4 separate regions of the Mus musculus genome follow, and all the other regions are linked to region 4. The links are chromatin contacts, called in public HiChIP or PLAC-seq maps. All regions are on one chromosome and are shown on one strand. Each heading gives the region's core, a stretch centred on a gene start, on an enhancer-like site or on the middle of the called end of the contact. The rest is flanking DNA. Distances are from core to core; before and after follow the strand shown.

The links. HiChIP or PLAC-seq counts read pairs in DNA pulled down with a chosen protein or histone mark.
Region 1: an HNF4G HiChIP or PLAC-seq map of pancreatic cancer cells shows a contact between it and region 4. The contact joins two enhancer-like sites. A contact is called at or near these places in 5 of 484 Hi-C or Micro-C datasets (the C10 cell line, the N1E-115 cell line, differentiating spermatogonia and 2 more) and 1 of 115 datasets of contacts at active chromatin or transcription factors (pancreatic cancer cells).
Region 2: an HNF4G HiChIP or PLAC-seq map of pancreatic cancer cells shows a contact between it and region 4. The contact joins two enhancer-like sites. A contact is called at or near these places in 10 of 484 Hi-C or Micro-C datasets (the C10 cell line, the HL-1 cell line, the N1E-115 cell line and 6 more) and 1 of 115 datasets of contacts at active chromatin or transcription factors (pancreatic cancer cells).
Region 3: a contact with region 4 is called in an HNF4G HiChIP or PLAC-seq map of pancreatic cancer cells. The contact joins two enhancer-like sites. A contact is called at or near these places in 2 of 115 datasets of contacts at active chromatin or transcription factors (bone marrow-derived macrophages and pancreatic cancer cells).

What each region holds. Positions count from the first base shown.
Region 1 is chr5:66,397,222-66,400,695 of GRCm38.p6, forward strand. It overlaps Apbb2 (amyloid beta (A4) precursor protein-binding, family B, member 2), which reads right to left. Exons shown (of 17, transcript NM_001201413.1): 6 at 2,855-3,060. Among named protein-coding and RNA genes, the nearest start is that of Gm52775, 100 kb to the right of the region's middle. Within about 2 kb of position 1,895, at least 22 of the 459 cell types and tissues checked have an H3K27ac peak or open chromatin away from gene starts, as enhancers often do. A contact at or near this core is called in pancreatic cancer cells, where this site is marked.
Region 2 is chr5:66,372,535-66,375,839 of GRCm38.p6, forward strand. The region is part of intron 9 of Apbb2 (amyloid beta (A4) precursor protein-binding, family B, member 2); the gene reads right to left. Among named protein-coding and RNA genes, the nearest start is that of Nsun7, 110 kb to the left of the region's middle. Within about 2 kb of position 2,052, at least 32 of the 459 cell types and tissues checked have an H3K27ac peak or open chromatin away from gene starts, as enhancers often do. A contact at or near this core is called in pancreatic cancer cells, where this site is marked.
Region 3 is chr5:66,522,614-66,525,859 of GRCm38.p6, forward strand. All of the region lies in intron 2 of Apbb2 (amyloid beta (A4) precursor protein-binding, family B, member 2), which reads right to left. It overlaps Gm52775 (a long non-coding RNA gene), which reads left to right. Exons shown (of 4, transcript XR_003955743.1): 4 at 1-3,246. Among named protein-coding and RNA genes, the nearest start is that of Gm52775, 21 kb to the left of the region's middle. Within about 2 kb of position 1,703, at least 120 of the 459 cell types and tissues checked have an H3K27ac peak or open chromatin away from gene starts, as enhancers often do. A contact at or near this core is called in bone marrow-derived macrophages and pancreatic cancer cells, where this site is marked.
Region 4 is chr5:66,075,641-66,078,962 of GRCm38.p6, forward strand. The region is part of intron 3 of Rbm47 (RNA binding motif protein 47); the gene reads right to left. Among named protein-coding and RNA genes, the nearest start is that of Gm40310, 67 kb to the left of the region's middle. Within about 2 kb of position 2,026, at least 85 of the 459 cell types and tissues checked have an H3K27ac peak or open chromatin away from gene starts, as enhancers often do. A contact at or near this core is called in bone marrow-derived macrophages and pancreatic cancer cells, where this site is marked.

The DNA.
Region 1 (3,474 bases), core at 645-3,144, 320 kb after region 4:
AGAGCTACCTCGTAAGGAGACAGGATCCCCTCTAAGGGTACCACTTGCACACTCCTTTGAGAAACCCTGGCCATCTCTACATGAAGATTCTAAGCAAGTCTTGGCCATAGGCCAAGCACTATTCATAAAAAAATATCGTATATGGCCCGCTTTCTCTTTTAAAAATTCCACAGCCACGTAATTGCAGAGGTAATCTGGAACAATTACATGGTTTGGGAGGCGGAGGGAGGAACAGCCCTGTGGGCCAAGTTTCAGTAGCAAATACTTCTCGGCCAGTTGATAAACTTTCAAAAATACTTGCTGGCACATGTATTGGAAACATTATACGCTGTGCTTAACACTTCGTGGGTGAACTTTGGAAAGTGAAATGTAACGATCTCCAAACTGTAAGGAAGCTCGCTCGCTTGCAGTCCTAAACTTTTGTGCCATCAACCGATTTGGCGCTTAGTGATCTGATTTTTTCTTTTCAAGCCAGCTCACGAGAGAGAGAGAGCTCAATGAAAACACGCATCCCTGGCACAACATATTACAAGTTACTTCTCTCTCTTAACATTCTGGTTCCCCCCCCCCCCCATGCTTTGAAATTAGTTGAAATAGATTCTATTTAGGGATCAAAGAGATGGAGCTGGCGAAATAATCATTTCTCTTCCGCTGTCATCAGCACCTGGGACGGCGGTTATTAAGTAGTCATTTTCTGGCTGGCTTTGCATGTGATATGGAGAGCCCTTCCTGTGAGATGACGAGATCTGAGAGACTCTATTTCCTAACAGAGTGTGTCAAGTCTGGGAGTGGAAGCAGGGGGTCCACAGATCAAAGTTCAAGTTCGATTCTGCCATACACTGGCTCTGTGATCTTGTGAAGACCACTTAGCTTTTTTTCGTGTGTGTCAAAATGGGAGAGGCAACTAACCTCGGTAACAGGTGTGTGTTTTGTGGGACTACTGAGACAAGACGCTGGCCTGGCCAAAAACTCCGAAGAACAAAGAAGATGAGATAAGTCCTTTGGAGCTGAGGAAGGGGCCCTGAACAATGAGTAGGATAGGAAGCAGGCACGGAGATGGAAGAGAACAGACAAGAGGCCCCAAGATCCCAGGGCTGGGGGAGGCCCTCTCCTACCTGAGTTTTACCCAGTACCAGCTGCCCATCTCTGCTGCATTCCTCCTAAGACATTTGCAGAAAACACCAAAACAAGACTCTGCTATATTGAGCAAAGAAATACAAAGAGAAGCTACACAAGCTCAGAGTCCCCTCCTTGGACTCCACCAGGGAGGCACAAGAAAGACTCGATCTCTTCTAAGTGTGGGGGATGTGAGACACCTGGACTAGGGAGTGGGTCTCAAATTAGTCCAACCTCCTGACTTCAGGGACAACAGGAGGCAGAGGACATTGGACACCTAGAGCCAGGGGCACTGAGATAATCCTGGCCAAGGATTCAGAGGCCCTGGGTACTGCTGTGTGTCATTGATAGCCCTGTGCCTTGGATTTTCTATCTATGATGCACTTTCCTGGTTGTAGGTCATCTACTGTTGAACACAACTGGACAGTTAGGATAGAGGAACACAGTATACCAGGAGGATATAACAGAGGCGGATACTGGCTGGCTCTGCACTGGGGACGCCATCTGTAGCATAAGATATAAGTCCAGGATATGTCTGAGATGGGCTGGGGACAGACTCCTTCATAACAAACTTGTTGAAGGCTAGAGCTGCACTAGTTTATTTTTATCCCAAGTACACATACTACAAGGTTAATAAATCACTGACTAGAAGTTGCTCTGGATGTACAACTATTAGGCTTCAGTGAGAAGCTATCAAAACCATCTAGGGCTAAGCCGCAATATCCTACGTGGTTAAGTGGTAATGAATCAACATGTCAGATGACCAGGGCAAAGTCCAAACCAGCCAAGGCTCTCATCTACCAAAGAGGGTATAGCTAGCTCCAACCCATCTCTCTAAAGGTGGAGAAGTGGGGCTGTGGCTATGCAAATACAGAAGAGTGGGGCCGGTTAGGGGTAAAGTTCAAATGCACCAATTTCTCAAATGCAGAGAAAGTGGGCTTTAAACATTAAGGAACAAAGGATTTATCATCAAAGAAAAAGTAGAGGGAAGGCAGAAAAGATAGGCTGCTAGAGAAGCCACTGACATAAATAAATAAATAAATAGGCCGTCACTTGGCTGTGACCTTTCCCAATGATAATTCTCTTGAGTGTGCTGTTGCTAGGCTTGACAAATATTTGCCTCAGGGTGAATGAACACCACAATGAAATTTTTTAAGGCCTCAATTCTTTGTTTAAACATCCCAATTTCTTCCTCAGGGATGCCCGGAATTTATGTGGCTAATTATTTCTAAAATAATGTCACTTCTGCTAAATAAACACATCTCCTTTTTTTTTTTTCTCCTTAAATAGGAATTAAGCATCTAAGTGCTCTCAAGGGTTATTTCTGTAAGACATCTTCTGCATGCTAGCAAATGAACCCAAGGCTAATAAGATACATGATAATTATAACACGTCTGGCTAAGAGACGTTCTTCTACGCGTAAATATTTCATGGATCCAGCACCATGCGATGGTGCCTGCAGAGTAAATTACTGTCTCCACGAGCCCTGGGGAAACTTAGCCCCTTCCCATTAATCAGCTCCTCTAGGTTTTTGTACCTAGAATGGTGTTTCAAGAAATCAGGATCCATTAAAAGGAGAAATAGACATTAGCACTATTTATGAAGAGGAAGCACTACTGAGCTCTTACATCCAACATGGGTGGCCATCACAAGGCTTACCCCAGTGGGGCGGAGGATGCTGGCCTGAAAGGAAACTGAGCTACATCTAGTGAACATGTAAAAAGACAGTCCACTTTACCTCATTCTCTGGGGTGGGCGATGGCGTTACAGAACTAAGTGACCCTTTCCTAGAGCCGTGGAGATCTGCTGGGATGGAGACAGGCCGTTCCCATTGAGTCGTCCCTGTTGGGATGTGCCAGTAATAGGTCCCGGCAATGTCATTGACTCTCTTCCAGCCCGGCGGCAAATCGGGATCTGTCTGAAATGAGTGATCACTCCAGATATCTGCTGGGAGATGGAGAGAGAGAGAGAAAAAAAAAACCACACTATTAAAGGAGAAAAAGAAAACTTCCAACAGCCAGGCAAACCCGACACCCAGAAATGTCTGCACTGAACTGAGAAGAACCTACCATATAAAATGTGGTGAAAGGGGTAATTGAGAGGAGACAGAACTGGAAAGACTGGTGGCCATCTCTGGTATAATGACCTTATTTTCAAGTCACCCCATACCTCCAAGAACCTCAAGCTAAAGCTCCATGAATCATAACCAAACGTGAAGACAAATTCCAATTGTTTACGTACAGAGCCTGCCGGATCCCGCTGTCAATCAGACTGACTGACTGGCATTATACATCCTTCCTGGCTATAAGTCTAAGTTTCTGTAACCGCTTTCTATAGATAAAGCACTGGTTTGCATCC
Region 2 (3,305 bases), core at 802-3,301, 300 kb after region 4:
AGATGCTGCTTAAAAAAACAAAAACTCTAAACCAAAAAAATAACAAACACAAAAAAACACAGCCACCACCACCAAAAACAAAACAAAACAACAACAACAACAACAAACTACCATACAGGGAAAACAAAAAAAGTCACTAGTTGGTATCTAGGAAAACAGTTAAGTGGCTTTGCTAAAAAAGAGGCTAGGAACTTAGTACACAGAGGAAATGACACAGGAAGTAGACTCTAAGAACGAGCCACATGACCTGTGCGGGACCTAGCTAGAGGTGCCAGTGAGGGGAGTCCAAGAGCCCAGAGTTGAATACAGGATCAGTGTCCCATACAAGCCCCCTTGAGACTGTCTTTCACACCTCAGCAATAGCCCCACACAAGGGGCAGGCTGAGCTGACAGAAGAATTAAAACCCTCCTTCTCCTATGCAGGTGCTTGGCAGAAAGGAGGAACATGCAAAGTGGAGAAGGCTTTAACAGGAGAGAAAGATGAGGCCCAAGGAGTTGGCAGAGCTTCAGGGATGGCCAGTGGATGCCCACAGGACAGGGCCCTGAGATTCAAGTCTGTATTGCTGGATTCCAGCTGTATGGTTATCCCGGCTCCTGACCTAGTCACAGAGATCAGCCCTCTAGAGACGTCAATTCCTAAGGTTGGAGTCAGGTGGGAAAGGAGTATATACATATGAATATGAAGGACTTTTAAAAGATCTAACCAGCTCAAAGAGGGCCAGAACGATGCCCATCTACAGTATATTCATTCTATTTGATCTTCTCTGTTTTGTGATGCTTTCTCAAGAGATAAGAAAGTGGGGGATGGGGTAGAACAGGATCACCCTCTGTCTGGTTGTGAACACCTGTAATCCCAGCACTTGACCCAGGGGGATTACAGGTCCAAGATCAGCCTGAGCTACACAGTGACTCCTTGTCTCCCTGTCTCAAACAATACAATAAAACCAGCCAGCGCTTTGCTTTGCTCTTCTTCATACCATTACCGAGGGACTGCAGCAGCTCCGGTTTCTATTCTGAGCCAGATCTTTTGATTGTCCAGTAAACAAAAGGCCTTAACGCAACACAACCTCCACAACACTGAGAAGGCGCTGGCCGTTCAAGTTCAAATACCCTGGTGGGATGTGGCCTCCATTGTTGGGATGTCATGAGCCAACGGCGGTTACTCCAGGCAGGAATGAATGCACACCACTGTCACCACGGTCATGCTCCTAAATGAAATCAGGCTTTGTGACTGTTTGGAAACAGCGAAATGCTTTTCAACTCCGGGACGTTGTGGGTCCTGTGGGGACAGGTGTCTGGGGGATCCCTTGAGTGGAGTTTGACCCAGTTTCCCTCTTGAAGGGAAAAAAGTCATTGGCCTGGTGAATTATTCATTCACTATGGCAGTGACCTTGGCCAGGGAGGCCCCAGAACACATTCAGCATTGGCCTCAGCAAATGTATCAGCTGCTTCTACTGCCTCCACAGGCTGTCAACAACGTGATGGGTGCTCAGGCAGAAACCACCACTCAGGGGCCTTCTGGGACACCGGGCCCACTAGTGCTCTTCCTGCTTCCTGAGCAAGACAGTCCTATTGTGAAAGTTTGTGCTCTACTCATATTTGCCTGGCCCATCTATGAAGGTCATGTTCATGAAGCATGTATACCGTGCCACTTGGTAAGGGGTGACACACATGGAAATATCTCCAGTATCCACCCACAACTATCTATGGCATTATTGGGAAGGTGCTTCCTAGTCTGCATCAACTCTGCCTATACACCATTGAAAGGCCCAGCCCGTGGTGGCTGTTGCTGAGCCGACGAGTGGGTTGAACCATCCCGTCAGAAACAAGTCATAGAAACTTAAAAGAACGTGCCAGAATGCCAACTTGTTAATTTACACAGGGAAATGCAAGTGCCACCCTGGTTCAATGCAAGCACAGGCTGAGGAGAAAGTTTGCCCTCTGTTGCAAGTCCACTCTGGTTTCTGATCGGCCGCTCATAGTAAGCTGAGCAGCAGAGGTGCATGCAGAAGTGCCCGTGCCGGCATTTTACCAGGCAGGATGTTGGGAGATTCTCCCCTGGTGCCAGAGACAGGCCTCAGGGGTGTGATGTGGTATAAGCATACTTGCTTGTATTAGTCACTGCCTGTCTAGGAACCAGCCTGGCATTGAGCCCTATTAATTAATAGAAAATTTGAACAGAGGTATGCTTACTTTAGATATGGAGTGTAATGTTTCAAAAATGTTCATGGAATAGACTCTGTGTGTATGTGTATATGTGTGTGTGTAAGCACAAGCTTGTATGTATATTACAAAGTCCATCATCTTATTGGCAGAGATAGTTTATTAGGGGCTTATTCTGTGCCACTTACAGATCACAGCCCAAGTTTATAGCATTCAGCAAAATATGTTCTCATACCACCAGCTCAGGTGCTGCATTTCTTGTTTTCGGAATGAAAGGTAGAGGCACAGAGCAAATGGCTGAACTGTCTAAGGTGACACAGTAAGCAAGCAGCTGAGCTTCATCTCTTACGGGGTGTGAGGCACCACGATCTGGGACTTCACAGGACAGGAAAACCGCCACCATGAAACTGAACAAGGGACCTGCAGCTTCATCTAAGACACATGGAAATATCACGGCAAGAATGAGTAGACCTCGCTGGGGGTCGGGGACTGCTACTTGCTGCCTGTACCCTCATTGTGCTCACTGCCCTTCATTTCCCCGCTTGCATCACTGGAGGGAAGCCACTGCCTCTGCAGGTGCTATGGAGGATTAAACTGGTGCATCTCTAAGCAGAGGCCTAGTACTACCTTTAGGATGGAAGAGCAGCAATGTTCACTGGGTCAGCTCTGAAGCCACGACGCTCAGATATAATCCCTAGCACTCTACTTAATTCCCCAGTGACATAGGACCAGTTACTGAGCTGCCCTGTGCCTCTGTTCCCTACACCAACAGAGACAACAGCAGCACTTTGGTTCTGGGGAACACTAAGAGTCTGAAGACTCGCGCCAAACATACAAAGCACTGCAGGCGATCGAGGGGCGTGCTCAGTGTGCTAGCTTTGATGAGCACTAGCTTCAAATGACCGACGGAATGAGCCACACCAGCTGGCATGGAGGTCATCTAAAAGGACTCATCCGGCCACTCACATAGCCTGTGGTCGGGGTTAAGTGTGATGATGCTCAATTCCAAGTGCTCAGATGTAGATCAGGAGAGTGGCTCTTCCCTCGGGCAGTCACTGCTCAGTTCCCAACAGCATCCTTATCTGACTCTTTAGGACAGTGGTTCCCAACCCTCCTAATGCTGTGACCCTTTAATACAGTTC
Region 3 (3,246 bases), core at 453-2,952, 450 kb after region 4:
GTCACCCAGAGACCATCTTTCTTTCTGCTCTTCATCCTCGCTCAGCCAATAGTCTCCTTCCTCTTTGCTCTTCACACATTTCTACTGCAGTATATGTTGAGTGGCTGGCCCTGGCTGTGGGGCACGTAGTAGGCACTTTAAAATGTTTATGAATGAAATGACTGCCTGTGAGACAGCCAAGTTTCTCTCTAAAGCAACTTGTTTGTTTGTTTTAATGACTTTACTTTTATCTTCGTCACATACTGAAGGCTATCTCAAGAAACAGTGACAGAGAACATAAAGACCTGAGCACCGAATTTGGCTGTCGGGGTCTCTATTCATCTGCTTCCCTAGGTGATGAATTCTAGAGCGGCACCCCCAAATTTTAGTGACATGTAAACACAATGCAGTCAAGTTAGGATTCAGAGTGTCTGTGTTAGAATCCAAGACTGCATTTCTTTTTGTTTGGTTGGGTTTTTTTTTGTTTGTTTGTTTGTTTATTTTGTTCTGCTTAAAAAAAAAAAAAAAAAGACTGCATTTCTAACAACCTCCCAAGACGCGCTAATGCTATTGAGCATGACCTGGAGTCTAAGAAGGCAGCACACAGATTAAAAAATGTTAATGTCATTGTCTCTGGATTCCTTCTCCTGCTCTTCTAGAATTTTCAAGTAACTCTGTGATGACTTGTGCTACCGGAAATAAAATATTTAAACGCTAAACATACACATGCCAGAGCAAAAGTTGTATGTTTGGACATTTCCATTCAGCAAGGCAACCTCTTTATTTAAGGATGTTAAAAAGACTAAAGAGACAATATTGATATATTTAGTAATTCCCCTCTCTTCTCATTTGAACAGGGAAAGTAAAAGAAAACAGTAATTACCCTCAACATACAGAGTTACGGTGTACAAGCATTGCTTTTCTTGGGTTCCCTGGGAAGAGAGAGATAACAGGAGAATCCACTCAGTTGGAATACAATAAGGAAAGACAATGGAAATTAAGGACAGAAAAGAAAGCAGCCAGGTGCTATGCTGAGCCTCTTCCAAGTGAGTCAACAGAACCCCACGGCAGTAGAAACAAAGCGTTCTTCTCACAGTGAGCTGAGTTCTGCAACAAGACTCCATGGGGTAAATTAAGGAAGAGTTCGCTGCACATCTGCACAGAAGAAAGAGGGAAATGTTCCTAAGAGTGCCACTCCTCTCTGTAGTGCGACCAAAGCATTTCATAGGGAACCATGCCAAAGTGTGCAGCCCTCTCCTGGGGTCCCAGCGGGAGCTTCTTACAGTCTGTGGGTTGTAGCCCAGGCAGCCCCAGCGGGTAGGCATCCCCCGACAGCTACTCCAGACACTTTCAGATTTCAGGTGTCTATGGTCCAGCAAGAGCTAGAGCGGGAAGAAGCCCTAGCGGCTCACAGTATACCAGGGACTCTTCGAGTTAAAAGCAAAGCACCCTAGTCAGCTCTTAACTCTCTTCTCACTTCCAGGTAAGGCTACCACGCAGGCTTTGTGTATTCAAACTAGGATTCCACCCACAGTCCTCTCTTTACTTTATTTTTTTTTATTTTTATTTTATTTTAATTTTTTTTTTTTTTTTTGGCCTTAAAGGAAAATTGTGAAACTCGCTGTGAAACTCCACCCTAAGGATTAAAACCAAGACTTATATAAGGCTTGCAAATGCAGCGGAGCCACAAATCATGTCTGTGGTGTCTACTCAGTGCTATTCAGGATGTGGTTTCCTATCTGGGAAGCTGAGACCCAGGGGACGTGGGCTCAACAGAAAACAATGCGTCACTGTACACCGAATTCTGAGTCTGGCTTCTTATCTAAAATAAGGAAGCATTTGTCGAGCTGGGCAAATGTGATCACTTGAGATTTCAAAACCAGCTTCAGGCATCACCCCGAGAGGGGGAAAGTCAGGATTCATTTGGACTTTACCCATTTATTTTATTGAAATGTGCATTGTTTTTTGTTTGTTTGTTTGTTTGGTTGGTTGGTTGGTTTTTGTTTTTTTTTTTTTTTTAAATCACACTACAATAGAGAGGGGTGGTGCGAGGGACTGCCACAACCTCCCTATGCTCCGGAGCCTCAGGCCTTCCTTGCTATCTCACTTGCAAGCTAAACAGACGTCAGTGCTGATGAGAAAGCACAATGAGACACACGGTCCTCTGCCCAGATTCTAATTTAAAATTATTTCAAGATATTAAAAGAGATTATATTTGGCGACTCTCACTATGAACAAATACTAAGTAGCATTTAGGAGCCAGCATTAATGTTGTTGGGAATGATAATGGTACTGTTTCTAAATAATGCTGTTTCTTTATTTTGGATGTTGTAGATGTATAATTTGCTTCAAAACAGCTTGTCAAAACTATAATGATGTGTGTGTGTATACATATATATATATTTATATTTATATATTTGTATTTAGCTCAGGAAAATAGGGAAGAATACTAATAACGATGGAAATAAGATGGGGGTTATCCAGGGAAACTTCCTTGCTTTTCCTATGTTGCTGTGTGTCAAGCAAGAGTTGTTTCATGTGAGGAGAGAAAGCAGGAAGTGAAACAGGGCAGATCTGACTTGCAGTCAAACCTAGAGACATGTGAACAGAGCAGGGACTTGCTGTCAGTCCACAAATTCACAACACATGTGCCACAGTACTGTAAGATGTTAATAACAGGGGGACCGAGGCAGAGAACTACACGGGAACTCTCTGCGCTGCCTCCCTCCTTTCTGTAAACCTAAAAGTCCATTTCTAAAAGACTAAAAAGAAGGAATACAGATCTGCTTGTGGGTTGGCTTTGTTTTTGGAAACAGGGGTCTCACACAGCTAAAAGCAAATAGGGAAGAATGGAAACAATGCAGAGAGGACGACTGGCTGGGAAATTGCCGCCATTCTTCTTTGTATGTCATGCAACATCTGTTCCATGTGATGGCAGAAGAAGGTTCAGGCCAGCCTTCAACTCCTGATCCTTTTGCCTGGGACTCTGAGGTGATGGGGCTAGAGACAAGTTCCACCACACCCGTGGGGTCAATATTCTTGCTGTTGTCATAAATTACCTCTTAAGACTTATTACATAACAGCCAGTCATTTTAGCAAATGGTTTGAATAAGAACACAGGAATGGGGGGTGTATCTGGGGAGCACACTTCTCCTAGGCTCTTCGGTGGAATGTATGATGTGGAGTTTCCAAACTTACTCTTCCCTACCTTGCTAACCCTCCCCTCACAGAACCTTCAGACACTTCAGGCTTCAAGCCCTCCAGTGA
Region 4 (3,322 bases), core at 776-3,275:
CTAGCCCCTAACCCTGGTTTTCCTTCGGCTCTGAAAGTTAAAGGCTAAGTTAAAAATCGAATCTAACCCACATCTATGTCTAGTTACAAAGACAACATCTATCCATCAGGGGGCATGGTGTGGATAAAAGTCAAGACTTAGGAGGAAAAGAAATTGTTTAAGGCCCCTTGCATTGAGCTCCACTGTGATGAAGATAGGGGAAAGGCAGGGCTTTCTTCAGACCTGTGGCAGGCAGCTGACAGGGTGAACATGGCAAATATATGGCTTTATGCAGATCATCCGACTGCTCCGAGCCTTGGTTCCCTTCAGTGAGAAGGGTGAAGGATTCCGAGCTAGCAGAGTTGTGTGGGGGCTAGGGGTGAACCCCTAACGCACTTGGTGCAGTGTCTCACACATGGAAGGCACACCATGAAGTCTGTGTTCTGAGAGGCCCCCGTAGACCAAAGGTAATGCTGACACAGGTCACCACACACTGTGCGGGTGGCAGGAGTGGGGCCAGAGAGAGAAGAGCTGGGTCCACGGAGGCGGAAAGTCCACACGTCAGCTCTTCTCCTAGCCAGATAGGTGGTCATATCGTTTATTTCAACGTTCTCATTTAACATCGCAAGACTAAAGCTAATGGTAGACATGGAGTTTATTTGAGAAAGGAGTTTTTTAAAAGATGTGTTGAATTATAAATTGTGTTTACAGGTGTGTTGGGGGTGTGGGGGTTGCACCAGTGTCAAGGTGCCTACGGAGGCCAGAAGAGGATGCCCTGGAGCTGGCACTACAGGTTGTGGTGAGCACCCATGAAAGGGTACCAACTAAACTCGGGAAAAGAACCACTGACCAATCTCTCCAGGCCAAGAAAGTGGGGGGGTGGGGGTGGGTTCTTTTCTTTTTTCTTTTCTTTTTAACTGTACAATTACAAGATGTTGCCGCTGTGGTTGTCCATAAAGTTAAAGATATTCAAGGCCAGCTGGTGATTTTTTTTTTTAAAGTAGTGTCCTATGAAAGGCTCTCTACCAGTAGTGAGGAAAACGAACTCTGACTGCACAGAAAGCAGGAACCCTTGCTCTTTCTAGAAGCGATGTGAGATATTCAGTTGAGACACTCTCAGGGTAGTTTCACGGATGCCCCTGGGGAGAGAGTGGACCATGCAGCCATCGGGCCTCACTGACAAGATCTCACACACACAGCTCCGTCACACACCAAGGCCAAGTTTAGAACAGAGTCCCTCTCATTCACAGCTAGGAGGAAGTACTGTGAAGACACACGCTGTCTTTTATTATTCCGAGAAGGGACCTTCTGGACAAGACGTGCAGCTTTTTTCCCCAGAACGTTCCTTTCCCTGAACTCCTCTTCCCAAGGTGTCCCCTTGAGCCTGAGCCCCGTTGTAAGGACTTCCTCTGGTTCTATTTAAAACAGGGACCTTTGACTCCCAGGAAATCAGTAACTCAGCCTTAATTCACTTAGCTCTCTTACGATGACAGTTATTCTTTATCCAAGCATAGCAAAGCTTGAACTTAGGAAAAAACTTGAAGGCTGCTGAATACGGGGCTGAGAATCTCTGTAGTTAGTGAGGAAGAATCAGTTTCGAGCAAGGGCTGGTGACATGACTCAGTCAACCCTGAGATCAAGTCCTTGGACCCCTGTGGAGGAAGAAGTGAACCTATTCAAATTGCCCTCTGAGCTTTACACACACAGGTGCTGGGGCATGTGTCTGCCCCCCCCCCCCCCCCGAAATAAATGAATACAGTAAAAAAAAAAAATCTCAAAGAAAAAAATCATAAGTAAAACAAACAAGTTAGAGCCCAGAAAGTCTTATCTTCAAAACAGATGAATTACAAAAGAGAGAAAGCTCAAGCCAATGGCTGGCTTTCTAACAGAGGATCGCCTCTTCCCGGTACTCTGTAAGGCTGACTGGGGCTGGGGTGTACAGCTCAGAAGCCGTCCCTTGCCAAGCACGAAGGAAGCCCTGATTCAACTGTTAGCACTGAAACGAGTGAGGGAGAGACTCTTAGGAAATCGCGGTGGCAGAGCCCCAACAGCCTTCTCTAGAACAAGATTGCTCCCTAGTGTGGTAAATGCTTTTCACCTTGAGTCAGGCTCCACTGTAACCTGGCAAAGCTTCTCGGGCCGGGCTCCTCATACAAGACAGCTGCAGTTGCTCCTGAGACAACTGCTTCCGTTAAATAAATGGCTCACGCAGAGTGCTTAGCAAACACACTCCCTCAAAGTGGTCCTCCCTCTGCCCTCTCAGGTGATAACATTTCTATCCCACCCTTTGTGAGGTCACCCAACTTTGTGAAGAGCTGACACACGGAGGCATGACTTTTTTTAAGCTCACGCTCATAGTTTTAACTCCTGAAATAATTTTTTTTTTTAAAATGTGGTCTATTCCTACAAAGCAAAACTAGGCAGCAAAGGAGCTAATAAATTAGAGCCTGGGCAAATATCACAGATATAAGCGCCAAGAGAGTAACACCAGAAGTGTATAGACTGCAAGACTCCGTATTTATTAAGATCCATGCCAGCCAAAGCTGGACTATGATGACAGATAATTGTTAACGCAGGACTGGGAGGAGGAAGCACAAGAAGTAATGTTGAAGAACTGAAAAATGGAACCAGGCAAAGGGCAAACACCTGGAGTCCCTGAATTGGGGACTGAGGAAGACTGCCACAGGTTCAAAGCCAGCCTGTGCACACAGTGAGACCCTCCCTCAAAACAATGCCATAAAAAGAACTGAGAGATGAGAACACATCCCAGAATGAGCTTTTAATAAACAGTTAAAGGATGGGTGGATGGACAGATGGATAGATAGATGGATGGATAAGTGGAGGGATGGATAGGTCTGACAACCCAGAAATGTTAGTGAACGATAACAGACAATATTAAGTGGTGAGGGTTTAATGATGTTCTGATCTACAGATATAGCAACACACCACTGGGTGCTATGTTCCCTTAGCAGAATAACTGTAGGCTTCCCCCTAGTGACCTTGACCTATCTAGTCTCAGGTTCTTAACTACTTTTCCAGTGTGTGGTGTGGGTTCCATCTCATGGGGTGGGACTAAATACAATCAAAAGGTGGTTGGTTACTCATTCCTACAATCCCAGTACTTGGGAAGCTTAGGAGGGAGGGTCAATGGAGTTGGAAGTGAGCCTAGGCTGCCCAGCCATTTCTAGGCCAACTGGAGCTCGTTCAAAACAAACAAACTGATGGGTGTGGTATCACACACCTTTAATCCCATCATTTCAGAGGCAGAGGCAGGTGGGTCTCCGTGAGTTCGGGGCCAGTCTAATCTATACAGTAAACTCCAAGCGAGCCATAGATATATACA